Regions from separate parts of the Arachis hypogaea genome. Here region 1 is linked to region 2. The links are chromatin contacts, called in public Hi-C maps. All regions are on one chromosome and are shown on one strand. The core of a region is the stretch at or near the end of the contact, and the rest is flanking DNA. Distances in the headings are between cores, read along the strand shown. Region 1 holds the start of LOC112758313 (protein PHR1-LIKE 1). Region 2 holds the start of LOC140180033.

What was found. A called contact is a pair of places that touch in the nucleus more often than the background predicts.
Region 1: a contact with region 2 is called in a Hi-C map of leaf, with 1.9 times the contacts expected there. The contact joins the promoter of LOC112758313 here to the promoter of LOC140180033 in region 2. A contact is called at or near these places in 2 of 8 Hi-C or Micro-C datasets (leaf and an unstated tissue).

Annotation. Positions count from the first base shown.
Region 1 is chr16:20,041,573-20,046,328 of arahy.Tifrunner.gnm2.J5K5, reverse strand. It overlaps LOC112758313 (protein PHR1-LIKE 1), which reads right to left and starts at 2,249. Exons shown (of 8, transcript XM_025806941.3): 1 at 1,822-2,249; 2 at 508-1,087; 3 at 136-286; 4 at 1-41. The coding sequence starts at 1,047.
Region 2 is chr16:19,887,408-19,891,908 of arahy.Tifrunner.gnm2.J5K5, reverse strand. LOC140180033 reads left to right here and starts at 2,211. Exons shown (of 1, transcript XM_072220415.1): 1 at 2,211-2,951. The coding sequence starts at 2,211. The coding sequence ends at 2,951.

The sequences.
Region 1 (4,756 bases), core at 1,000-3,499, 150 kb before region 2:
CTTAACTTTCATGAGGTTCAAGACCCCCTTGGGAGTAGCCTCTGCATGTTGATTAACAATTTAACATCATGAGATGAACAAGAAAAATCAACTGAAAAGGTCCATCATTGTGAGACTATGGAGAAGTAGACATACTCTCGCTGCCACCAAGCTGATTCACCGCTTCCACAAAGGCCTCGTGAAGTTCTGGTGTCCAACGCATTCGAGGCTTCGTTTGTGATGCAGTTGATGGAGAACTAGGAAGACCTTTAACTTCTTTAGATGGTACATTCTGCTGCTGGATGGGCTGCATCAAAAGGGTAGGACCAGGATAAGTTTTCGGAACACATACAATAAACATAAACAAAATAAAATAAGGAGAAACAAACCAACTTCACGTGAAGTTGACTAAATGATTTGAATGATTTGACTAAATTTTTATCTAACGGCTCTTAGTTATCAACTTTACGTGAAGTTGGCTACATCTGAGTTTCCACCTGCAAAAACCAGTTAGAGAAACAAACCAACCTTTGGTTTTGGTTCTGATTCATTATCATCACCAAGGAGCTGACTCCAATTTGGGTCATAAGAATCATCAATTGACATTAACTTATCAACCCACTCCCCAAAATCAGATTGTTTGACATTGTCATCGTTTGTATAACAAGCACCATTTTCCACCTGATCATGCTGGACAGAAACATTTTCAGGGAAACCAAGCATATCCTGGAACGGATCCGGTCCCCAGGAAATCTCGTCGCTTTCTTGAGGCTGGGAAATGAATGATGCTGAATGTAGCTCCGAAGACACACTGTCTTCACCTAATGTCTGTGAAACAAAGGAAGAAGGTTGATGCTGCCTTTCATGCTGCGAAGCTGAAGAAAAAGAGACAACACCAGGGGACGAAAATGTGTGTCCGGTACTTCTGGTGTTGGAATTCGACGATGTAGATTGTAAGGGGGATGGATTCACAGTCATTTCTCTTATAGGCGAAAGCTGAAACGAATCTGGGGGTTTCATGTACTTGTTATCCAGTGGTGTTGGAAGAACAGGAGAAGATGAAGACATAGAACTCAAAGCTTCCTTCCAAGTGAAACTAGCTTTGTACCTTTGTCAATAACAACCAATGACAATTATCATTACTACCAACATATTTGGACAAAATATACAGCAGGTTCCTTGTTAATCCTCTAAGAACCTAAGTTGAAATGACAAAATCACACAAAAACAGATAGAAGTAATGCAACATGGTTATCCAATAATAGACCAATATTTAGGCTAAATTAGGCATAATAAATAAGATGGGATGAGAAATACAACATTCGGCAAAATCAATCTTATAACTTCAAAAAAAGGAAAAATCAGATTTATTATTAAAAATATATCCAACTCCTAAAAGAACTCCACATAAAGGAAAAAAAAAAAAAAAAAAGCAGTGGCCTAAAAAGTTTTCATCAGAAGCCGCCGGCAAAACTAATGAACACAAATATACACATACGTGGCAATTATGTGAATCCATTGAACATTAAGCTATTTCAGTGGTGCCATCAAATCTGAATTCGCCGTTAAAAACATTGACAAGTGTCACAAAAAAAAAATCAGAATTTCACCCACACCCACACCCCAACACACACACACATCTCTGACCAGAACAGATCAAAACACACTTCCAGATTTGAACAAAGAAATTTGCCAAATTAATAGATATGAGCTCAAAATAATTTACCTTATCCAAAAATAAATCCAACCCAAAAACAATAAGCAAGTGACACCTAACCCCAACAATCAAAAATCAACACTTTTTGAAATTTACAAAAGTGGGTGTATGGATTATGCACTTACCTATAAAAATGATTATGTGGGAACTAAGAGAACCTGAAAGCTGGGAATCCAAGGTTAGATTTTTGAGGTTCGGCTATGGTTGTTTGTGGTTATGGTATGCTATAACAGAAGACAAGGTTGAGAGGAACACAGAGTTGTATTGCTGTTGCACACGTATTTTGGGTTTGTCGTGTTTCACTTAAACAAACAATCTCGGAACCCAAACTCGGTCCTTTTTGGTGTTTTTGATTCTCATAATATCATATTATCATTCTCTCTCTCTCTCTCATAAAAAATCATTACCACACCCTCCATTTCTCTCTCTTGTCATTGGCCAACTGAAACAAGTTTGCCATCCCCTGCGCCACTCACACGTGTGTCTCTTCTCTTGTTCATTCTCCACCGTCCGATTCGGATTCATGCACAAGCTTTTGTTTTGTGTGTGTCACTCTAATCCTTTTCCTCCCTGCTATTTGCACTTTGCAACTTGTTGACTTTAACAAATGTAAAGCAAATAATGACATGGAAAAAAATTATGTATATTATATAGTATTTTTTATAATTTTAATTTTGATAATGTAATAATATAAAATATTTTATATAATTATTTAATTATATTTCGTTTTTCAAATGATTATTTATACAATTAATATAAAAGATAATTAATATAATTAGATATAAATATAAAATTATTTGATATTAATAGTGTATTAAAATTAAATTTTTTAATTGTGTATTTTTTTTCTATTTAATTAAATGGGTAAAGTGTGTGTGGATTTATTGGCTGCTGATGGAAGCGAAAGGCTGCTAATGAACGGTGTTGAGTGAAGAGTGAAGAGTGAAGAGTGATGAATGTGAGTGTGGCATGGGTCCAAAAATGGTCCATCAAGGTCATTGGTCATTGTCTAATTTCTTTTTGAATGGTGGCGATTCCTACCTTATTACTTGCTACTCTATGTCAAATTTGTCGAAAATGAAAGAAAGCTATGCCCTATGTGCTGGATTATTTTATTTTTCCAGGGTATCTATCATTGAAAAAAAGACTCACTTCTTGGTTTTACTTTACTTTTATTAGAGGTGCTTGCTTTTAATTTAAAAGGATAGATGCTAACTATAAATTTAAACATTAATTCAAACTCTTGACCCTTATCTAAAAGAATTGTTATGTGCTAAGTGCTACATAATCACTGGGTAAAATGTTTTGTGGCTAGTGTTCCAGACTAATAACAGATCTAATTTCTAGATTCGTAACTTTATAGCGTTACCTGTAATTAATTAAGTAGGCTCAATATCATATCATAGTCCATTTTGTTTATAAAACATAAAAAAATCATTCACTATATTTATACATATTATTTTATATATTTTTATTATATATTTTAATATGTATTTTAATAGTTAGTTGCATAATGTTAATATTTTCATTTTATTGATGGGATGTATGTATACAAATGGCCTTTTTGCCAGTTCCTTCTAGTTTTGTTATATCAAACACCTACTTATAAAAAGAATAAAAAAAAACGAACCACTCAATATTTGATTTAGCAAGGATGAAGATACCCAATCACCATACAGAGGGCTTCAAGACCACAGATTACCTTTTTCTACCGTTTTTTATTTAAAAAAAATGTTATTGTATTATAATCATCGTACTGATTGTAATGTAATTTTTTAGTTTTAGGATAGGTACTCTTTTAATTTCTAAAATTTAGAGTTGAAATTAAAATTGTTTATAACATATTTTCGTTTAAAATTATCATTAATATTAAAATTATTTTTTGGTCAATAAAACGATAAATTTACCCTTAATAATTATAAAATTAATAATTAAAAAATATAAACCCTATCTTCCTCTTTGTTATTAATGATATGCCTAGCAAATTTCGATGTTGATAACAGTGGTAAAATAGGACAGCGACAGTAAATGTTGGAGTAACGATGGCAACGATCTCTCTCTCTCTCTTTCTCTTTCTCTCTCTCTCTCTTCGAACTCCCTTCAAGCGACGGTAGCATCACGTGACGGATCTAGGTCTTTGGAAAGAAGCTCGACTTGGTAGATGAAGTTATTAAGTCCAGAGATAAATATGCAGAGCTTGAGGCAACCATAGATAAAGGTATGGATGAGATGGTGCAGAACCTGAAGGCTCAATTTCGGGTTGTTGCTCTCGAGGCGGACCTCTCCCTTATTAGTCCCGACAACATTGTGGTTGATGGGAAGATTGTTCCTGCACCTAAGGACGATGAGGATACTCCCATGCCCGACCCGAAGACCTTAGAAGTCCGAGTTAAGGGAGCTTCTCAAAGCTTTCCAACTCGGATGGAAGATGAGCCCATCATACCTCCTCCTAAGAAACTCCCTACTCCTTCTGAAGCTATTCTGACCTCCTCTACTTAGCCTAAAGATGCTACTAATGGAGAATAGCTCCTTCCTTTGTAATTCATTGCTTTGAATGACCCGGCTTGTGGGTCTTTATGAAAAATTTTTTGTTTTGTAATAGTCGTAGTTGGAATACTTTATTTCTCCTTGCTTAAAGACCTTTTTCCACTACTCGCATATGTGGTGGTTCTTTTGCATGAATGAGTATTTTTTTTTATCATCCTCTGCTTAGTTTATTTTTGCCTTTTACGACTTAATTGTAAATCATTTTGGTAGCTTTAGATGCTGCCTTGAAAATGTTGGGTTTTTATTAAGTGGAAAAAGACGTCGGTAAAGTAAGTCGGCCATTCTTTAGACGTTTCTCTTGTAAATTTAACTTTCCCTTAATTGTTTGCATTCCGACTTTAAGTAGTCGAGTTTATCAAGTTATTCTTGAATTTCGTTTTTAGGCCCGACTCTTTTAAGGTTGGACCACGAAGCTTACATAACTTCTTACATTAATTTGTACCTCGTCGCTTCATCTTACTGACCACTCAGGTCGGGCAATGATTTTCGCAGTTTTTCGAGGTCAAATTAATG
Region 2 (4,501 bases), core at 962-3,461:
AGAGGATGGTTTGCTAGAGATTGATGATTCATCACCACAGAAGGGGGAATTAAACATGCATACTAAGGAGGAAGGGCCACCCAAGCTTGAGTTGAAGCCCTTGCCTCCCTCTCTTAAGTATGTTTTTCTAGGTGAGCAAGATTCTTATCCAGTGATTATTAACTCCTCTTTGAGTCATGATGAAGAGGAGGTGTTGATACAAGTGCTTAGAAGCCACAAAACAGCTCTTAGGTGGACTATTAGTGACTTGAAAGGGATAAGTCCGGCTATGTGTATGCACAAGATTCTACTTGAGGAGTATGCTAAACCCGTAGTACAACCACAAAGGCGGCTAAATCCAACCATGAAAGAGGTGGTTCAGAAAGAGGTTATGAAGTTCTGGAAAGCCGGGATAATTTACCCAATTTCTGACAGTCCATGGGTGAGTCCCGTGCAAGTTGTTCCCAAGAAAGAAGGCGTGACAGTGGTCAAGAATGAGAAGAATGAGCTAATTTCTACACAAATCGTCACCGGGTGGCATATGTGCATTGACTACAGGAGGCTCAACACTGCAACTAGGAAGGACCACTTTCCCTTGTCTTTTATTGATCAGATGCTTAAGAGGTTAGCTGGACATGCATTTTATTATTTTCTAGATGATTATTCTAAATATAATCAGATTGCAGTGGACCCTCAAGATCAATAGAAGACGGCATTCACTTGTCCTTTTGGTGTATTTGCTTACCGGAGGATGCCGTTTAGATTGTGCAATACCCCAGCAACTTTTCAAAGGTGTATGCTTTCAATATTTTCTGACAGGGTTGAAAAGTTTATTGAGATATTTATGGAAGATTTTTTTGTATTTGGTAATTCTTTTGATTCTTGCCTGAGAAATCTTTCCTTGGTCTTGAAGCGGTACCAAGAAACAAACCTTGTTTTAAACTGAAAAAAATGTTATTTTATGGTGACTGAAGGTATTGTTCTTGGGCATCAGATTTCAAGTAAAGGAATAAAGATTGATAAAGCTAAGGTGGAGGTAATTGAAAAATTGCCACCACCCACTAATGTAAAGGCAATCTGAAGTTTCTTAGGACATACAGGTTTTTATAGAAGGTTTATAAAGGATTTTTCTAAAATTGCTAAACCTCTAAGTAACCTCTTAGTTGCAAACATTCCTTTTTTCTTTAATGATAATTGTTTGCATGCCTTTGAAACTCTAAAAGCTCGGCTTGTCTCTGCACTCATCATAGCTCCTCCTAACTAGAATTTACCGTTTGAATTGATGTGTGATGCCAGTAATCATGCTATAGGAGGTGCCTTGGGGCAGAGATAAAACAAGCTTGTGCATGTCATTTATTATGCTAGTTGTGTGCTAAATGACGCACAAAAGAATTACACAACTAAAGAAAAAGAACTATTAGCTGTAGTTTTTGCATTTAATAAGTTTAGGTCCTATTTGATTGGTTCTAAGATTATTGTTTATACTGACCATGCTGCTCTTAAGTACCTTCTAACCAAACAGGTTGCTAAACCAAGATTGATCAGGTGGGTGCTCATTCTTCAGGAGTTTGATATTGAGATTACAGACAAGAAAGAATCAGAGAACCAAGTGGCTGACCACCTTTCTAGGATTGAGCCTGAAGATGTCGTGCAATAACCCATTCCTATGAATGAGACTTTTTCTGATGAGCAACCCTTTGCTATACAGAGAGCCCCGTGATTTGCAGATATTACAAATTACAAGGCTATGAGGTTCATCCCAAAAGAATATACTAAACAGCAGGTGAAAAAGCTGCTCAGTGATTCCAAGTATTTCTTTTATGGGAGGAGCCCTATCTTTTCAAGAGATGGTCAAATGGTATCATCCGACGATGTATTCCGGATGAGGAGGCACAGTAGATTCTTTGGCATTGTCATGGTTCCGAGTATGATGGCCACTTTGGTGGTGAGAGGACAGCAACAAAGGTCCTTCAGAGCAATTTTTATTGGCCGACCCTCTTTAGAGATGCTTGAGATTTTGTAAAGAATTGTGACAAGTGCCAGAGAGTTGGAAATATTCCCAACCATAATGAGATGCCACAGTAGAGAATATTAGAGATTGAGTTGTTTGATGTGTGGGGTATTAATTTCATGGGACCTTTCCCTCCCTCAAATTCAACAATTACATTTTAGTGGCAGTAGATTATGTGTCCAAGTGGGTGGAAGTCGTGGCTTTGCCCACTAATGATGCCATGGTGGTGATGAGCTTTCTTCAGAGATATATCTTCCACCGTTTTGGTGTCCCAAGGACACTAATCAAGGATGGGGGCAGCCACTTATACAACAAACAGCTGGACTCTCTTCTTCAGAAATATGGAGTCCGTCATAAGGTAGCTACCCCCTATTATCCTCAGATAAGTGGACAGGTTGAGGTCTCTAATAGAGAACTCAAGAGAATTCTGGAGAAGACCATTAGTGCTTCAAGGAAGGACTGGGCTAGGAAGCTTGATGATACTCTCTGGGCATACCAGATGGCTTTCAAGACTCCTTTTGGCATGTTTCCATATCAGTTAGTCTATGGCAAATCCTGTCACTTTCCAATGGAGTTGGAAAACAGAGCTTACTGGGCAACAAAGTTCCTGAACTTTGATGCCAAAGTTGCAGGAGAGACGCGGCTCCTCCAACTCAATGAGCTTGATGAATTTAGAAACTCAACATATAAAAATGCCAAACTCTATAAGGAGAAGACAAAGGTGCAGCATGATAAAAGGATAGCCACCAGAACATTTGAGCCAGGCCAGAAAGTCTTACTGTTTAATTCAAAGCTCAATAACTTTCCTGGAAAGGTGAAATCCTGGTGGTTAGGACCATTTGTGGTAACTAGAGTATCTTCTTATGATCATGTGGAACTCCAAGAAGAAAACTCTGACAGGAGGTTAACTGTCAATGGCCAGAGGCTAAAACACTATCTTGGAAGTGAAGTTGATCGCTAGAGGTCCGCTCATCTGCTGACTTAGCAGAGCTGACTGTCAAGCTAGTGACATTAAAGAAGCGCTTGTTGGGAGGCAACCCAATCTTTAGTATCCTTTGATTTTACATTCATTTTAGTTTTATTTACTTCATTCTAGTTATTGAGAATTTTCCTTCTTTTTACGTGTGTTTTGGTCATGCAAGATGTTGATAACAGGAACAGGTGCAATTAGAAGGGAGTTCAAGACACTCTGGAGGAGTTTTTATTCGGCTGCCTCGGCGCTAAACACTACGACCTGGCATTTGGCGCTAGGAGGCATGTATTTTGAGGCAGATTCACTGTGATGGTGGAGCTAAATGCTGAGACCTAGTGTTTAGCACTGATATACATGTAATTTGAGGGGGAGCCATTGTCCTGGTGGCACTAAATGTCGAGACCTAGCGTTTAGCACCGAGCAGCACGTAATTTGAGGAGGTGCCACTGTCTTAGTGGCGCTAACGTTGCTATCTGGCGTTTAGCACCAAGGATGTTCCATTTGGTGATTGAACCACTATGTTGGTGGCACTAAACGCTACTACCTAGGCGTTTAGCGCAAAAAAAAAGAAGCGGGGGTGGCACTAAACGCCGGGACTTGGTGTTTAGCGCCGAGAGCGCCTCGAAGACCCCTTCGTACGGGATTCAAATTTTGAAATTTGTAAAGTTTTGGAATTTTGAATTCACCACCCCACCCCCAACCATTACCCCTTCCCCAATTACATTCCCCATTCACCACTCTTCCCCAAATCTCACCCCCCAACCATTACGCCACTAACCCCTTCCCCAATTTTTTTTCATTCCCATTCAATTCCCTTCCCCCATAATGTAACTCCCTCCTCCCCCTCTTCTCTATATAAATAAATTTTAATCCACTCCATCCCCACTTCTCACTACCCTTTTATTTATCTTTTCTTTCTTTTTCATTAGTAACCCCTTTTTACTTTTCTTTTTCTATTTCACCACCCTCCCTCTCCACCCAAAAATTACCTTTTCTTGCACCTATTGCCACCCCCTTTCTATTTCTCCATCCTCTATTTTCTGATTTTCTTTGCTCGAGGACGAGTAAAATTGTTAAGTTTGGTGTGGTCGCGCTGCTTGTTCTTTAACTGTTATACATGGCACCAAAGGGAGGAGAGTCCTCTTCAAGAAAGAAGAAGGAAAAGGCCCCTCAGACTGGTCTGTTTGATGCCAACCGGTTCAGCTCTAAAGTGTACGAATAGCATTTCTTTGAGATCACCAGTAAGAAGAAAGTGATTCCTAAAATCCAGTTTGATCTCAAGCTGGATGAGTATCCGAAGATTTAGGAGCAGATACAAAGAAGAGGCTGGAGAACATTATGTAACTCGCATACTGAAGTGGTCCAGCTAAAGGTCCAGAAATTTTATGGAAATGTGTGGGTTACATACAAGCATGTGCGGGGTGTGATCCCAGTCCCAAGAACTACCACACTATGATAAGAGAGAGGATTCTACACTTCGGCCCAAAGAGTATGAGGGAGGCACTCCAACTACCACCTCTAAGGGATAATGATCACTC